Linked DNA regions of Arachis hypogaea: region 1 is linked to region 2. Evidence: chromatin contacts called from public Hi-C data. All regions are on one chromosome and are shown on one strand. Each heading gives the region's core, a stretch centred on a gene start, on an enhancer-like site or on the middle of the called end of the contact. The rest is flanking DNA. Distances are from core to core; before and after follow the strand shown.

Region 1 (4,393 bases), core at 176-2,675, 65 kb after region 2:
ATTAATTTTTTTTGTCTCTATAAATTGAACCGACTCATATTATTTGAAGAGTTCGCGCGAAAATAAGATTGAGTTGAGTGGCGAAAATTATATTGTTCCCGCCATAAATTAATTCACATAATTTAGTAATAATTTGACACGCTACAGAACTGTGACCTTCCCACTTCACAGTTACGTTCAACTTCACCATGCTGCTACTACTATTTTGACTCACTTCGTTCCGTGTCAACTCATTTCGTTCGGTTTTTGTTAAAAAATTATGTTACGCTTAATGGCAATATTTTCTCGTGATATATATTCATCATGAATAAAATAAAATGGTAAACAAACCAAGAAAATAAATGAATATCCATTACACTTACTCGCAGTTATTAGTTAACCCACCGACGAGACTTATGCAATAGAGTAACAAATTATTGTTTGATGTATATTACCCTAGATTCAAAATTTATTATAAAATTAGAAGTTTCAAAACATAAATTAGTCTATTGAATTCCTTCTCAATGTTATTTTAATTGGACAAATTTATCTATTAGAAACAAAGTATACAGTAAAAAAATGAAGTAATTATCCTTTTCAAATGGTGTAACATATTAACAATGTCCAATAACTATAAGGTATGATCTATACCTCACTGAATTCTTTAATCAAATGATATGTGCTTTATATCCCATTTTGTAAATAATTAAATAAAAATTATTAACAAAGAATCTAATAAACAATTATATAAATTTAATATAATTTTATATTTATCTTCTTAGTTGTTTTTTGATCATCAATCAGAATTTTACATCATACCAATTTAGTATAATTATATTTTATTTAAAAGTTCAGGAAACATTGAAAGACTCGATAGCAAAAAATGGTTTTATTAAATTGGTATTCTTTTTCTTTTATCCTAACTTGAATTTAGAACTTTTAATTTTGCAAATACTTTTTTCCGAATTGAATTTACCATTTGATTAGAAAATCAAATGCTTAAAATTTGTCTTATGAATACTGATAATTAAATATAAGTTTTGAATTTATTAATATTCAAAATATTTTACAATCAAAATAGATATTAGTTTTCTCAAAAATAATTATATCTTTTTTTTTTTTTGTAAATACTCCAATAATAATCCAAACATCCTATACATACTCTAGTAGTCTAGTGTACTAAAAGTTTTATTTTAAACGACTACTAATAACTTTTTGTTTACTGATCTGAATATATGATAAGTATTTGTGTAATTTTTTTATATTGATAACATATAATATATAATATATATACACATTAATTAATAATTAGATAAGAAAAATTGGCAAATTTAGGAGCGCAATGACTCGGACGAGTGGGTGAGCCGACTCGGACGAGTGGGTGAGCCGACTCGGACGCAACGAGTATAACGACGAGTTGACTCACCTTGATTTAGAATAATAAAAAAAAAAAAACTCGGTAACTGAGTCTCCAGAAGAAACCAATTTCCCTCTTCCTTCTCGTTCTCTAGGGTTATCGTCTTCTTTCGCACCTTCTTCTTATCTCTCCAAAAAATCACACACACTCCATAAATTGTTCAAACTCACCTCACACTCTCTCTCATGTTCCGTCTCACGAATTTTCGTTTCTAACCGTTTTTTCCCCTTCCATTTTCTGGAATTTACCATCGACTCTTCGATATAGTTTCAAGTTCCTCCTTCGATTTGCGCTCATTTCTTTAGATCCGAACAATTCCTAGCTTTAAGAGCTCCGGTGGATCAGAATTAGAAGTTTCCGAAGGAAATCGAAGTGTTAGGGTTCCGATTTTTCTGAAATTTTAGTTTCCGTTTGAAAAAGCGATGGAGCCACCGGTTGTTAGATCGAGAGGGAGGCCGCGGAAGCGTAGAAGAAAAGAGGAAGAAATGGAAGCTCTGGAAGCAAAGAGGCAAGCCTTGGCAACCAGATCGATAGCGTTGGTTGGACGATTCGTGCTGAAGGAGTTCCCGAAAATCGGTGTTTTTCTCGGTAAAGTTGTGTACTACGAGTGTGGCTTGTATAGAGTTAGTTATGAGGACGGTGATTTCGAGGATTTGGATAGTGGTGAGGTTCGTGCTGTTCTACTAAATGACAGTGATTTTGATGATGATTTGACTAAGAGGAAGGGTAAATTGGAGCAATTAGTGTTGAAGAATAGTGTAAAGGTTCAGGCTAAGTCGGTGAAGGCTTCTGATGAGATGAATAAAGATGAATCCAAGGTTGATGGACCTGTTTCGGGAGAACTTAACGGTGAAAACGGTGAGGAACAAGCTGAAGGTGGCGATGATTTGTTGAGTGATGATTATTCTGATTCAGATGCTGAGGCAGTGCCTGCCGTGCCACCGCGGCCGCCTTTGTTGCAGTTGCCACCATCGTCAGGGACTATTGGTGTGCCGGAGCAGTGTGTTTCGCACCTGTTTGCTGTTTATGGTTTCTTGAGATCATTTAGCACTAGGTTGTTCCTGGCACCGTTTACTTTAGATGATTTTGTTGGTTGTCTTAATTGCCGAGTTGCTAACAGCTTGATTGATTCTATTCACGTCTCCCTATTGCGGGTATTGAGGCATCATCTTGAATCCGTTTCATCTGAAGGCTCAGAGCTTGCATCGAAATGCCTTAGGTGCTTAAATTTCTTTCTACTATTTATTTATTTATTTTTTCGGTTTGGCAAGATTCATGTATACAGCATTGATAGTAGAAATGGTGTCTACACTTGATTTTGATTAGATTGAAGTTGTTGTATTTGCAGGTGCAATGATTGGGGCTTGCTTGATGCATTGACTTGGCCTGTTTTTGTGATTCAGTATTTATTAGTTAATGGACACACAAAAGGACCTGAATGGAAAGGGTTTTATGATGAGGCTTTTGCTTGCGAGTATTATTTATTGCCTGTAAGTAGGAAGTTAATGATATTGCAAAAACTCTGCGATGATGTTTTGGATTCAGAGGAGCTAAAAGCTGAAATGAACATGCGGGAAGAATCAGAGGTTGGGGTGGATTATGACGCAGAAGATATCATTGCTGCAGAAAATGGGCCTGGAAAAGTCCTGCCAAGACATGCCAATACTGCTTGTGAGGATAAAGGAGCCATGAAGATAGTTTTGGCATCAAATTTTGTGAACCAACATGTTAACCCTAATAATTCCAATTCCAGAAATGCAGGAAACGTTGGTGATGGCGATGATAGAAATGGAGATGAATGTCGTCTTTGTGGTATGGATGGGACCTTGCTTTGTTGTGATGGGTGCCCCTCTGCTTATCACTCCAGGTGTATTGGTGTTTCGAAAATGCATATACCAGAAGGACCGTGGTATTGTCCAGAATGCAAGATTAACATGATTGGGCCAACAGTTGCAAAGGGAACATCACTTAGAGGTGCTGAAATATTTGGAATGGATTTGTACGGGCAGCTTTTCATGAGTTCTTGCGACCACTTATTGGTGTATGTTCAACATCATTTTGTGTTATTTTTTCTTACTTTTTTTTGTTATATCACTACTGGTGCTTCAGTTCTATTTTGTGTTATTTTTTCTTACTTTTTTTTGAAATTTGTGCTTTAGTCTACTTCCTTTCCATCCCTTTGCTATCCTCCTTAGAGTAGATGTACTTTTAACTTCCCAAATTCATCTTCATGATCTTTAAAAAAAAATGGATGATTGCAGGCTCAATGTCAACAATGATGAATTCTGTCTTAAATATTACAACCAGAGTGACATTCCTAATGTTATCCAAGTGCTCTGCGGATCCTTGCAGCATAGACCAATATACTATGATATTTGCATGGCAGTTATGCAATATTGGAATATTTCTGAAAGAGTCTTGCCTCTTCCTCCTCCGTCAAGTGAAGATGGTCATAAGCCTGTTAGTTTGGTGAATGGAGAGTACTCTCACACTTTGAGCTTGATTTATAGTGGCAATGTAGTCCCTTCACGTGATATCTCAACAACTAACACTGTAAATCAATGTCCTGAAAGCAGCGGTAATGAGCTCCCTACCACAAATATGAAGCTTCCTCAGGAAACTAGGATGGTGTCACTAATGTCAAATGATTCTGGGTCTGTTTCTGTTAGTAATCAGTCTGAGTTGAACTATCGAAGTTCTGTCAATGGGTTAACTGTGGTGGCTTCTTCACGCTCTTTGATAAACAGCCAATATAGTAATAATGCCCATTCAAATGATATTGTACTGCCAGTGAACTTCTCTCTGGAAACCAAAGAGAGCACCCGAGTTGGTTTTGGAAAGGTGGAACACAAAACAACTAACAATGTTGGGTACATGGGTTTGTCCTATAAACCTTTGTCATACATTAATAACTATATGCATGGTGATTTTGCTGCATCAGCAGCTGCCAAATTGGCCGTTCTATCCTCTGAGGAATCTAGGTCAGAGGGTCATGTT
Region 2 (4,392 bases), core at 166-2,665:
TCTAATGTGAAAATTGAAAAATGTGAATGAAACAAAGTTAGTCAAGGAATACATGAAACAAAGTCGTCTGAATCATGGGTTTATGTCCCCAAAGTTAACCCTCAAAACAAACATCGAAATGAGTTAAACCCTACATACAACCCTTCTTGAGTTCTGATCCTTTGAACTAGATCAATTTATAATCCTACCTTTTTTAGACCCCAAACTTGGCTTCTTCTTTTTTTCCATATATTCTTATATAACCTTTCGGCATAATGACCACGTTTACCATAAATATCCAAAGTTTGACGAATATCAAGAAAATTTGGAACAAGAACAACTTTTGCAGTCAAATTGGACAATTCCATTCTTCTTTTTTCTAATAATGCTCTTTTCTTTTGGTGGAAACTCAGGTGCAGTCGACTTTACGTGAAGTTAATATCTGAGAGCCATTAAATTATTCGACTGATTTGACTAAATTTTAATCCAACGACTCTCAGGTATCAACTTCATATGAAGTTGACTTCATCTGAGTTTTTACCTTTCTTTTTCTTCTCATAAAAACTAGTAAGAAATATAAACAAGACACACCAAGTTATGGCTACAGAGTAACTAGTCATAATGCACCAAAATACAAAGAAAGGCATCGCTTTCAAAACAACAAAAAACTTAGACAAGTCTTCATTTGATTGGTTATGGGTATTGTTGTATCTCCATTTTCCCAGTAACATGCGCATTATTTTGCGCCAAGCTCTGAATTTGAACTCTCTCATGCACTGATGCACCCCTGGCCTCGTGTATTGCCTCCAAATGTAGTTGCTATGATTTCGATATTTCACCCAAAACCAACAATAATCAATAATATTCAATTGGTTAGTTGTAGAAACTATTAATTTTGTCCTATATATACATACTTAGTCACAACCCACTTTCACAAAGTCTTTACTATCTTAATTCTACAATAATCAATCACATATAGAAACAAGACTTTAATTGTTACAATGCTATTTAATTAAATATCAGTATTTATAAGACTTTAATATGTTAATATGTAATTAAGTCAAATATTTTAATTGATGATGTGATAGTATATATTGATTACATGTTTATATAAAATGTTTTCATTTACGAATTTCTTATATAAAAAATTAAATTCACCATTCGGAGGTCTTTTTTTTTTTGCCATTAATAACGGTCAATTAACCAACTACCACCTCTTCAACAATATGTAGTATATAACTATATATAATATAATGTAGGCCCTTTTCTTTCTCATCACTTGGCCCTTTAATACAAGAAAAATGGGCTTAAAGATGTAGATAAATAAATAAATGAAGCATGAAAATACACCCTACATATCTTTGTTCACAATATGTAGTTTAATTATTAATAATCTAATAAGAAAGAAATGAGTAACCAAATCTGATTACACGGTCCTACTATGTCTGTTGAAGAAACACAGCTTACATTAAACTATATATTGTATCTGATTACTTGGTCCTACAATATAGCTTCATACTTATTTATTTTTAGGTGTTATAGTGCTAGTTTAAATTGGTTTTTTGTGAAAAAAAAAGTATTTTTTTTAAATAAAGTATTTTTATTCAATTTAAAATTTATTTGGATACGTCTTTTAAAAAAAATATTTTTATTAAAAAAATAAATTATTTGATTTTTTTTTAAGCTAGCAATATTTTACTTTAAAAAAATAATTTTTTTTAATACTTAAAAATTCTTTTTAAAAATTTTATTTAAATATAAAATAAATTTTGTCTATTAAAAAAATATTTTTTTAAAAAATAAATATGTAGATATATATGTAGCAAATATATGAATATAGTCTTAGTGATTTCTTTTTGATCGAAGAATGCTCTAAAATTAACGTTTAAGTTTAATGACCTAAAAATATGAATAGTGTCATAATTAATAAAAGAGAGGCATCCTAAAATATAATCTTTCTTTGTTAACATTATTCTAATTAAACTAATTTTTCTAGCCTACCTAATCGATCTGTTTTTTACGCATATATAAACCAAATTAGGTTGTAGTTACTTTATCCAAAGCCAATTTCTTTTTTTTTTTCTCTTTACTTTTGTCTTCTTTTATTTTTTTTATTTTTTTGGACAATCATCAACAAACATTTTTCTATGCTCTTGTTACATGTCTTAATAGTCTTAGGCAAGTAATCGGCTAATAAGACCAAACAAAGATATGCTGAAGAAATTTCAGAAATGCTTTTTAAGTTTTTATACATCCTATTTTACCGGTCAAACTAATTTAAATAAAGAAAAGTATATGGAACCAAGAGGTGATCAACCAAAAAGTAAACAACTTAACTAATTTATAATTATATTTAATTAATTTTATTTGTTTTTAATTTATAATATTTGATATTAATTACTTCTCATCCCAAATTAAAATTCTAAATGATACGTTGGAGAAATAGGGGCGGAGATTATGAAACTTCCAACAATTTGATTCTTAGTATATAAAAAAATTTATAAAATATATAAAAGAACATTCATTTAGTATGAAAAAAAATATTCTGATACTTAGTAGAAGAAACATCCTAAATAAACACCATAATTTTAGATTCACCTAGAGACATTTGACGGGTATCCTCTTGGTTCCTAGCATTGTTGAATAAATAAAGCATCTTAGTGTTGTAAAGTGGGAAAGAGAATGAATTTGGTTTTAAAAACCTTTTAAATTATATTGATTATAGTATATAGTAGCTGATTAGTGATAGATTAAAAATATAGATATAATAAAACTCAAAAAATCTAGATGCATGTATGTCTTTTTTATTATTTTTTAGAAATTAATATAAAATAAGAAACACTCAAATTAATCCTTGATATTTGGCACAATTAATGTTTCAGAAATTTAGACCGTGATTTAAGATAAGTGCGCTAGTCTAACGAAAAATATGTGTAGACAAGGACATTAAACTGTCAAGGGATTTTGTGGAGTAGGATATATGGTTGCGCATGCAAATAATTAATAAAAATAAAAGGAAAAGTATATGGAACCAACTCTAAATTAGTTAAGAATGGAACAATTTATTAATTATAAATATAGTAATTAATTTTATTTATTTATGATTTAAAATATTGGTTATTAAATATTTCACCACATTCAAATTAGGAGGAGATACGTTTAGTATCATTGCAACGTGAATTACAGAAACTGATTCAATTAGCTTTCGTCTCTTCGCTCTTTTTTCCTCTCCAAATGCCTAAAACATGATAAATCAGAAAACAGATTCAGAATCATCCAATTTATAAAGACAAAAAATATCCTAATGCCTAACATAAACACCATTCACGTAGAGGTTTTAGATTCACTCAAAGATATTTGGCTGGTTTTTTGCTAGAACCATCTTGGTTCCTAGCATTATTGTTAATAAAAAAAATGTGATAATGGTGGTCATATTTATCGAATTTGGAGGTGATAATTGTCGGAGAAAGAACATACATACATGTCCATGAAAAAATAATGGAGGGATTATTATTCGGCAGCGGAAGATCATTGAGACAAGAGTTTGAAAAAAGAAATATACTATAATTTATGCCAATTAATTACATACGTAGAATTCATTGCATAAGCTATTGAAATAAATAACGTTACATTTATTTTATTTGTTGTCTTCTTTTGAATAATAATGTTGTTTCAATTGAAGGAGAGGGAAAAAAGGAAGAAAAATAGAGATCATGGGCTGATAGTGGAATCCAAATGGAAAATCTGTATGCCCTAAATTTGAGGCTTTATTTAGAGGAAAACCAAAGTATAATTAACCTCAATTGTAGGACAAAATTCTGTAATATTAGTGAAGGGAATGCATGCCTTTCTGTAATATTAGGACAAAATAATTTTATGATATGATATCAAAATTTTTACAATTTAAAAAATTTAAACTTTTGTCTAAAAAAATAAAAATAAAAATATAATTATTTATGCGTCTTTTTTTTATTAAATTAAATTTATAATTTCATCACATAAATAAGCCCTGAATCCCTCTAAGATTCTTTACTATCACTTACAAATTATTAGACCAATTAACATGGTTATAGTCCAATCCGATATACAAATTTTGTACTCAAGTAATCATAATAAGCTATGGAGCATTCAGCACATGCCCATGCCCATTCCATGTGGGAGCAAACTCAAATAGTTCAGCATGTTATTTGCCAAACTTTGTATCGTAATACTATAATATATGGTTTCTAATTTTGTATGTATGGGTCATCTGCTAGTTGTCAACCTTTGGTTAGAAACTAGAAATATCTAAGCGACAATCACAATTCACAAGTGACAAACATTTTACATCCTGTCACAACTCTTCAGTGCAGCTTTTTGCATGATCTTTCTAGTAATAATGCATCACTAGATAAAGTTATAAACTTGAATTAG

What was found. A called contact is a pair of places that touch in the nucleus more often than the background predicts.
Region 1: a contact with region 2 is called in a Hi-C map of leaf, with 1.8 times the contacts expected there. The contact joins the promoter of LOC112736410 here to the enhancer-like site in region 2. A contact is called at or near these places in 5 of 8 Hi-C or Micro-C datasets (leaf and an unstated tissue).

The regions. Positions count from the first base shown.
Region 1 is chr13:2,594,804-2,599,196 of arahy.Tifrunner.gnm2.J5K5, forward strand. LOC112736410 (DDT domain-containing protein PTM) reads left to right here and starts at 1,426. Exons shown (of 9, transcript XM_025785852.3): 1 at 1,426-2,615; 2 at 2,745-3,437; 3 at 3,658-4,393. The coding sequence starts at 1,819.
Region 2 is chr13:2,529,901-2,534,292 of arahy.Tifrunner.gnm2.J5K5, forward strand. No RefSeq gene overlaps it. Among protein-coding and RNA genes, the nearest start is that of LOC112736408, 7.0 kb to the left of the region's middle. Within about 2 kb of position 1,416, at least 2 of the 3 cell types and tissues checked have open chromatin away from gene starts, as enhancers often do.